Linked DNA regions of Zea mays: region 1 is linked to region 2. The links are chromatin contacts, called in public Hi-C maps. All regions are on one chromosome and are shown on one strand. The core of a region is the stretch at or near the end of the contact, and the rest is flanking DNA. Distances in the headings are between cores, read along the strand shown.

Evidence for each region. Hi-C and Micro-C count contacts between places; a contact is called where the count stands out from the background.
Region 1: a contact with region 2 is called in a Hi-C map of leaf, with 7 times the contacts expected there. The contact joins the enhancer-like site here to the promoter of LOC103626973 in region 2. A contact is called at or near these places in 3 of 25 Hi-C or Micro-C datasets (ear, leaf and tassel).

Annotation. Positions count from the first base shown.
Region 1 is chr5:143,643,577-143,648,072 of Zm-B73-REFERENCE-NAM-5.0, reverse strand. No RefSeq gene overlaps it. Among protein-coding and RNA genes, the nearest start is that of LOC118472056, 6.3 kb to the left of the region's middle. Within about 2 kb of position 1,727, at least 16 of the 20 cell types and tissues checked have an H3K27ac peak or open chromatin away from gene starts, as enhancers often do. A contact at or near this core is called in ear, leaf and tassel, where this site is marked.
Region 2 is chr5:143,259,951-143,264,426 of Zm-B73-REFERENCE-NAM-5.0, reverse strand. LOC103626973 reads right to left here and starts at 3,066. Exons shown (of 1, transcript XM_020537726.2): 1 at 1,988-3,066. The coding sequence starts at 2,968. The coding sequence ends at 2,261.

The sequences.
Region 1 (4,496 bases), core at 478-2,977, 380 kb before region 2:
CTCTCTTTTGTATCCTTCTTTCACATAGATCTTTTAGCTGCAACTAGGATATCAGTGCACGACTGCTGGAAAATATCCATTTTGGGAAAAGGAAGGAGAATATATATGATATATCTTGCCTCTCCTGCACATTCAACTGGCACCCTACTACCTCTTTCGCGGTCTCTCTATCTAGCCTTGTAGCCCTACAGCTATAGGCTAGAGCCATGGGGCTCATGCACGGGAGATGAGGGTCGTCAGCTGCATGCGTCGTCGTCAATGTGGGTGTACTACCGTTTCAGGTTTCAGCAGATGGCAGACTGGTGACTGGTGCATGCAGCGCAGGGCCCGATCGGAGGGAAGGAGAAAGATCCGTCAGGGGAAGAAACCAACAACGGTTAGACGACAAAGAGGCCTCCTGTATTTTCGCCGGTAGACACGGAACAGAATTGCAGTTCCTGCGCTACATTTGCCATGCTTGGCTGACGAACAATTATGTATATGTACGTGCTGTACCTGTCTCTCTTTCAGTACGTATACAAACATGCAGGTACTGCCGCCATCTCCCTCCCCAGCCGACCCTGACCGCCTCTTAGTTGTGGTTTAAGACAGCAACATAAGTACATTTATAAAAAGTCTAAATATATTAAGACTTTATATATACTTTAACAAATAAGCATGAGTCAAATTTATATTTTAGAGACCATGTTATTGTCCTAAACAACAACTAATAGTACACTGGAGCGAATACGCGTGTACCTAGGGCCTTTTGGCACACAAGTTCACTAGGTGCTCACTACAAGAGATACTCTACGTATATACAGCACTTGACATTTTCTCATGCATTTTTTTTTGCACAAATGGACAACGTACTGTTTTAGCATTTTATTAGTTTTTTTTTGTCAAGCAGCAGTCTATGTTTTTTGTGGTATACCTTTTTTTCTTACATTTTTGTACCGAATTACCAACAACATGATTATTAAAAACAACTATAAAATGTAAGCCGCATGCATGTGACAAAAAAAAGGAAAATACGAAAACAAAATCTCGTGTAGGGGCACGACCCTAGTAAATAAATATAATCTACACGATGTTGTTGTTATCACCTTGTGAGAACCTCAAAATAATGACCCGATACGAGCGTTCATGGAGCTTATACCGATCTTCAATCATGTACACTTCCTGTTGCACATTCTCTTGTCACTATCACATTTGAATTCACCAACAGTGACGCAGGTCTACAGGCGGCCCGTTACTCAAAACAGGAGCGATGGGCTTTAACATGGCCCATCACTTTTCGTCTAAGTCATGTCAATGGGCTTTACTATATGGCTTAACCATGGGCATAGGTGATAGACCTCATTTGTCGCGTGAATAAGTCCTTGGTGAAACCCCTCACCTTTTTGTTTTTTGGTAGATACTAGAGCCACCCGTCACATTTTTCAAGCCTAATTTGTTTCTCTTAGATATGGTTTTATATTGGTCCTCTGAACCTATATATAACATATCTATCTAATAATGTACGTCAGTGATCAATGAAATCACATGATTATGACAAATAAGTAAGATATTTTATTATTAATAAATAATGTTTTCTCATAATTCTTCAGTAGCAGATAGAAGTTATATGTAATGTACCCAAAATAATGAAGATATTTGGCAGTTCTTTGGGTCGGTGGTGACGTTGAGTTCTTTGGGTTTGGCTTGGGCCTTCTGCTGTTGGGCACTGGTACAGTCGTACAGGCTTACGCTTCAGGGGATAGGCCTTACAGCACAGCGGCTGCCGGCTCACGGCTGGGTGGAATCGGCCATCGGGTCGGCCAGCTTGCATTTTGGGCCTACGGCCTGTAAACGGGTAGGGGTGTAAATTGTGCATTAAATTATTTACATGTTTTTTGTGCATGTAAACGGGTTGTTTAGTGCTTACATAAACAGGCCGGGCTCCTGCCCGCTGTTCTCTCGACCCAAACACGATCTCAAACATAGGGCCAGGTCAGTCCGACCCGAAATTATTTTATGTTGTGCCATGTTTTTTTATGTGCTTCGTACTAGCCCACCAAGCCTAGCCTAAATGTACACCTCTACCATCATGTAACCATTATACCTCGAACTATAAAAAGAGGGGCAAAGGAGCCCTCCTAAGGGCATCAGATCTCATCTCATCAGAGAATACAACACCACCCCATACAAAACATATGGTACTCTCTCACATCGAGAGCTTGAACTTGTCTAAATCTTCGTGTATCTCGCGTTTTACCTTCAACTTTCGATCTCGCAACCTACCCATAAATTCAAAGCTGAAAATTCCTTGACAGCTGGCACGCTAGGTAGGAGTTGCACAGATCAACTGAGAGTTGATGGTAGCCATGAAGTTCACCACCTATATGCTGACCAACTTCGTCTCTTACACTCCAACTTCGTCTCCTACTTGGATTAGGATTCGACTCCTACTTAGACTCAAATTCTATTGCAACTTCGTCTCCTACTTGGATTAGAATTCGACTCCTACTTGGGTTCAACCGACTCCAACTTCATCTTCTACTTGGATTAGGATTTGACTCCTACATGGACTCGGATCCAACTCCAACTTTGACTCCTACATGGACATATATTCAACTCTAGTTTCAGCTATGACATGTTCTTGGATTTGACTCCACCTTTGTGTATGACTTGGATTTGGATTCGTCTCCACCTTCGACTATGACTCAAATTCGACTTCGGTCTCGACTATGACAAAACTCAGATTTGAGCCCATTTTCTACTTTGGTTTGGGTTCGAATTTGGCCAAACCATTAGTGGACCATGGTAACTATTACCTCCAAAGGTTAGAAGTTCAAATACAGACTATAGATGCATTTTCCTACCTCCAACTACATTGTAGGATACAAAACATTATTGCTTAATATAAGGATAGCCATTGTATTTGGCATATGATGGATCCAAGTTCCAAGGGATTCTAGGCTAGCAATAAATCAAATAAACAAGGAGTTAGTGCGCAGCTATTACAAGATGATGACCTATTCTATTAGGATTTACCTACAAATATTACGTGGTGTCACCATCTTGGAGAAGAACGATTTTTCTCGCGGACCGAGTTGTCCAACGGGTTAGTCTTGAGTCTTTTAACTTTGGTACTTATTGTATATCACTTAATGATGGCAAAATCATGAACAACTAAGTTGTTTTTATGTTTAAGATTTCTTTATGTTGAGTTTTTTTGCTTCCGTCATTTTGATTGTCATGTTGCACCTAAGATGTTGGGGGCTACTAATGGCTATGTGTTGGCACATATCAACGAATATAGACTTGATGATAGAGTTAAGCCATGTGCCTACTCCTTAAATATATCTAATTCATGGAACATCAATCTACTAAGTCGGTCATGTGTTTAAAGTTGTTCTTTATGGTTAAGTCTTTCTCAACATCTTGGTCATCATACTACACCCTGTCGGTGTTTGGAGCCCGACCGCACACCCAGGGTTACCCCTCGCAGTGCTTTTGGGTAGGACGGTGCTGTTGACTGTAAATCAATGGTTCATGCGAGATGCACGAGAGAAGACAGACAATTTTCTATAGGTTCGGGCCGCTTGGAGAGGCGTAATACCCTACTTCCTGGTGTGGATCTTTATGTGGTGGGTTACAAGAGAAGTCTCCAGAATGGAGAGAAACTAGTGAGGTGGGTTGGTGATTGACTTGGAAATGATGGGGTACCCCCTAGGCCTTATATATTCGACCGTGGGGCACTACATGCGTATGGGATGACGATGAGTACCTAAACAATAGTGAACCGACTGAACTTATCTTCCTATAATCTTGTCGATTTATCTCCAATCCATTCCGATGTTCAAGGGTGCTGCGCGCAGGAAAGTCATGCAGACGCTATGGATAGCGCCTAAATCCAACGAGCTGCTTGGGCCGGAGCCTGCTTCCTTCTCCTGTTGGCCCATTCCGCTAGTAGTCCTCCCTTGGCCCACGAAGGAATGGCTTTGCGATACAACAAGCCCAGAAACCCTTCGCGAGGCCTTCTTGCCTTCTAGTGGACCTGGGTGATATCTGTCCCCCACACACCCGAGATGTTGGGGAGTTATTAATGGTTATACATCAATAATAGATATAGAGTTATCACTTGAATTTAGTAGAGAGATAGGCCTTCACGAATAGTTTGGTTAGGAATTTGACACTTGAATTTAGTAGAGAGATAGGCCTATAGTCGCTAACAATGAGGGGAGAATCATTTTTAGGGATGATCAAAACATGCGAATTATTGATGCTTTGCATGCATACTGCCTCATCATAAAATCTTTGGCAGAGGGTGGGAGCACCTAGAGGGGGTGAATAGGTGATCCTGCAAAACTTACTACAAAAAACACAAACATGGTCTATAAAAGGTGTTAGTGTAGACTAAAACCAAGTTCAGATGAGAAGAGGAGAGAAAATATACTCTTCACTTGATAGCTCTCTTGAGATGAGTATTAAACTAGGAGCAATATCACAAGTGAAGTTTAGGCACTAAAGAA
Region 2 (4,476 bases), core at 1,817-4,316:
AAGCTGGTTGTAAGTTTACCACTCGTTTCTCCTCTCTCCTTTTTTTTCTCTCCTCCACCTCAACATTTATTAGACTTGTTCAAGGGGTGTTTGGTTTCGAGCAACTAAAGTTGAGTACGTACCTGTGAGTTTGTCACACTGAATCTTTAAATGATAAGTACGAATATCAAATATAATCTAATTATAAAACTAGTTACTTAGGTGAAGACTAAAAGACGAGATGAATTTATTAAACCTAATTAAGTCTATATTTAATATTTCCTCCGTCCCAAAGCATAGTTTGTATATATATTTATATTTATTATTATTTATTTAAATATCAATTAAAAAATAAAATAAAATATATTTTAGGATAGAGGAAGTACTAATAATTGATATTTAGGCTGCATGGATTTTAAGAATCCAAATTTTGTGAACCAGAGAATCACCACTAGTGGTGTTTGGATGCTTGGATTGTTGCTTGGATAAAGAGCCAACCCTCCAGTATCTCAAATTATGAAGCTTTCGATAGATTCTCGGATTTTGCGTTGGGTAAAGTGCTCGCTATGAATTCTCAGAATCCCCGGTGAACCAAACGGCCTTTAAACATTTGAGAAAATCTCTTTAATGCCATCAAAATTTATACCGATCTTTTCAATGCCATCTAAAATTATACATTTCCTTCAAAGCCACTGGTTTATATTTCCATCCCTTCAACGCCATTGTTGTTACATGTCGCTGTTAAATGGTGTACGGGTCCACGTGTCATAGCCTGTGTCATAGCCTAGCGACGTGCCTCGCTAGAGCTAGCAATGCAAGATGACGATCGCATGCTGCAACGTATCCATTGCATGCACGAGAGAATGACCAGCTCCAGCTGATCTGAGCTGCCAGGTGCTAATGCCAGCAGGCATGGATCCATCAGACTGCACCAATACGAACCAACCATCATGTAGTATACTTGTACGTACAGTCCCCTCCTGTTCTCTTGTTCGATTCTCAACGTCTGCCACTCGCTGACAAATGCATGAGACGCGCTTCTTCTAGAGCAGATACACTCCCTATCTGATTCGATCCTCTCACACGTCGCGTCGCCGTTGCACGCACACTTCGTTCGATCACGTACGCTCGAGCTCGAGGCTCAGGCAGTTGGCCGCCTTTCGGATTCCATACATGCAGATTGCAGATGCAGGTGTAGGCAGTCTCGCCTCGCGTGTGCCATCCACCACCGGCCACGAGGTTACAACACGTACGCACAGGACCGGTCGGCCCGCATGCTCGCTCGATCGCTCGGACGCACGCACACTCGACGGGAGGGACATGCACAGATGGATGGATGGCGTCGATGATGTGATGGTTCACCATTTCATGCAAGCAAGGTGTTTGACGAGCGGGCTTGCGAACGAACGTGGAAGTACCGGTCTGCCTCGGCTTGGTCCCCGTCGCCGTCGAACAACCTTGGCTCGCTTTGGCCTGGTCCCCGACGTCGAGTTGAGGTCGACAAGACCACCACGCACGCTCTAGGTCGACGGGGGCGCTGGGCGCGGCCCATGCTGCTTCGCCTTGGGCCTTACCGGTCATAGCAAACAGAGATGATGGGAGGGGGTTAGTGCATGCCATGTGGGTCCAGCTACACCAACAAACGGCGTTGGCCGGCTTGTTGACCGCAATGGCACAGAGGGGAACAAAATCTAAAATTGATGGTATAGAAGGAATGCTATAATTTCTAATGACACGTAAAGTATCAGTATAATTTTTAGTGGCATAGAGGGAATTAACTCTAAACATTTGATACGTCACAAACTAACCAAACACCGGGGTAGCAGGTGGCGAAAGGTTCGATTCGGACATCCTGTCCCTGACCGGCCGGCCTGGGCACGTTTGCGTGGGAGACAGGTCCACAGCCGCCACTGGCTGACGACTTCTTTTCCCTCAGCCGTGACGCTTGGTCGGATAAGCAAGCAAGGAAAAATGGAGGCTTGGAAAGATCCACGGCCGACAAATCCCGCGCGTGCAAGTCTTTTTTTTTCTTCATTTTTTTCCCCATTTCTGGAATCTTACCTACGGCAAGCCGATAAACTGCAGAAATACCTTGACAATAGTAGCGTAATAGTGATGGTATTTGGGCATGAATAAATAGTATCCGAATAATAGAACCTTCTAACTAATGCAGTGGTGTCTGGTAACGAACGGCAGCGGCCACACGCAAATGCAGCTCCCCGCGGCCACGTATCGGCGACGGCGGACTAGACAGCAGGACACGACATGAAGCAGAGCATCATCACTTGGCACACGCGGTTGTGAGGAGGCCGATGAGGGCGAAGGAGACGATGACGATGGCCAGCGACGCCGCCCGCGCCAGCTTGCCGAAGCGGCGGGCGAGAGCCATGACCATGACGCCGACGGACACGCTGACGCGGTGTTTGTAGAGGCCGCCACCGAGCGTGGGAAGGAGGACGAAGGCGGCGAGGACAAACAGCCCCACGACCGCGAAGCCCAGGATCCGGGTCGAAGCAGGGGCGGCGCAGAGCACACGCCTGACGAAGGGGATGGCGGCGGCGGCGGCGACGGCGACAAGGGCCGATACCACACCGCTTTTCCCGGCGAGGACGTCGACAGTACGGTAGAGCAGGCCGCCGGCGCCGGGCGCGGTCAGGAAGAGGCACGCGGAGACGAGCAGGGCAGCGCCGAGGGACACGACGAGAGTCAGCAGGGCGAAGAGGTCCGCGCGCGGCGCGTCACCGCCCACGCCCGCGGCGGCTCCGAGTCCGCCGGGCGCCTTGCGGACGAAACGCGCCAGCAGCATGGTGCCGAGAGCGTAGGCCGTGGCCACGGCCATGGCGAGCACGCAGGCGGCGATGTCGAGGAGTGGGCTTCGCGGCCGCCCCGCGACGGCGTCGAGCAGCTGGCGCAGCGCGTCGGGGAATCCCAGCGCCCCGGCGCCGAGAGCCAGGACGATGACCCCCGGAATAGGGCCGGTGCCTGCCATTCGTTCGCGCTGTTCCCCCGTTCGTTCTGCTCACCTGCTGCTCAGTGTGAAGTTTATAGGAATCGGATAGCTTGTTTCCCAGAGACGGCCATCTATTATTTATACAAGATGCAGCCTGCAGGCAGAGGCTGTATGCCACTATGCCTGCCCGGCGGACAGGACATGCCGGCGGTGCGGTGGTCCCCACTTTGCCTTCCAGTCCGTGTCCCAGGAACCGAACGTGCACGATCCACGTGCACCAGTTTTGATCTCCAATTTTCAAAGTACAGGCACGTGTCCAACACGGCAACACCAGCCCACCACCGGAAGTTGTGCGACGATGTATTGCTATTGCTATGTAGAGGCACCACGGTTTAGACTGTCCGTAGCGGTTCCTCTAAATTTCTCTCACAATATCAAATTTTCGCGTTACATCATCACATTTTATCTTATACTTTTTTATTTCCCGCAGAAGTCTTTTCTATATTCTTCCACTATATCTCAATACAATTATAAAATATCATTATCCAACCCTATTCATCATTTATTACCATTTTTTTCTTCACAAATTAAAAAACCACCGCACAAATAAACGGTGAAAGGGGCGGCGGACTCGCTGGCAGCAACGTGTTTCTGTTCACTTCCGACGCCTCGGGGGCTTTGCCCCTGTTTGTTTCGGCTTTTCGCAGCTTCTAGCCACCAAAAGCTAATGCGAACTGCCAAACACTCAGCTTTTCAGCTAGCTTCTATAAAATTCGTTTGGATAAAAACCATTAAAATCAACATAAACATATAATCGGTTGAGTCGTCGCAATAGTAGTAATCCATCACTTTATAGATCCTGAGCCCCATGGACAACTTTATCTTCCTCCGTACGTAATCTTAATGATACTCAAATTCTCTACATAGTCGGATTCTCTCCACAGCTAGATTCTCGGAAAAGCCGAACCAAACAGTTTGCAGGGTACCGTGCTGCGCGCGCAGGGGCGCCCCTGTCAACCACTGCGGTTAGTCTGACTCTCAGGACTAGTTTAGAAATCCTAATTTTCTAAAAGATTTCTATTTTTCCAAGAGAAAATGAATTATTTTTTTTTGAGAAAATAAAAATTTAATATAAAATTAGGGTTTCCAAACTAGCCCTCAGTGTTGACGAAAGGCTCGGTTTTATCTCTTGGCCTTTACCGGCCGCCCCCTAGCCTCGACAGGTTTGTGTGCCAGAGCCACTGGCCGACTGAACGACTGCATTTTCTCCCCCACATTCGCTGGCTTGGAAAGATCTGTCAGGTCGTTGATGGCGAACCAACTTTGCTTGTTTGAGAACAAGAGAAGCCAACCGCAGAATCTCTAAGTTGTTTTTTTAATTTTAGTGTAGACTGTACCTTGTATTTGAAGCGATATGGGAAGAGATCTTTGTTGGTCATCTATTTTAGTTCCTGAAAAAAAAACAGGACAACACTATTTATCTTCCTACCGAGGGATAAGATGAAGTGACGAAGGTTTTTTATTCATGAATAATGTATAGAGGGGAA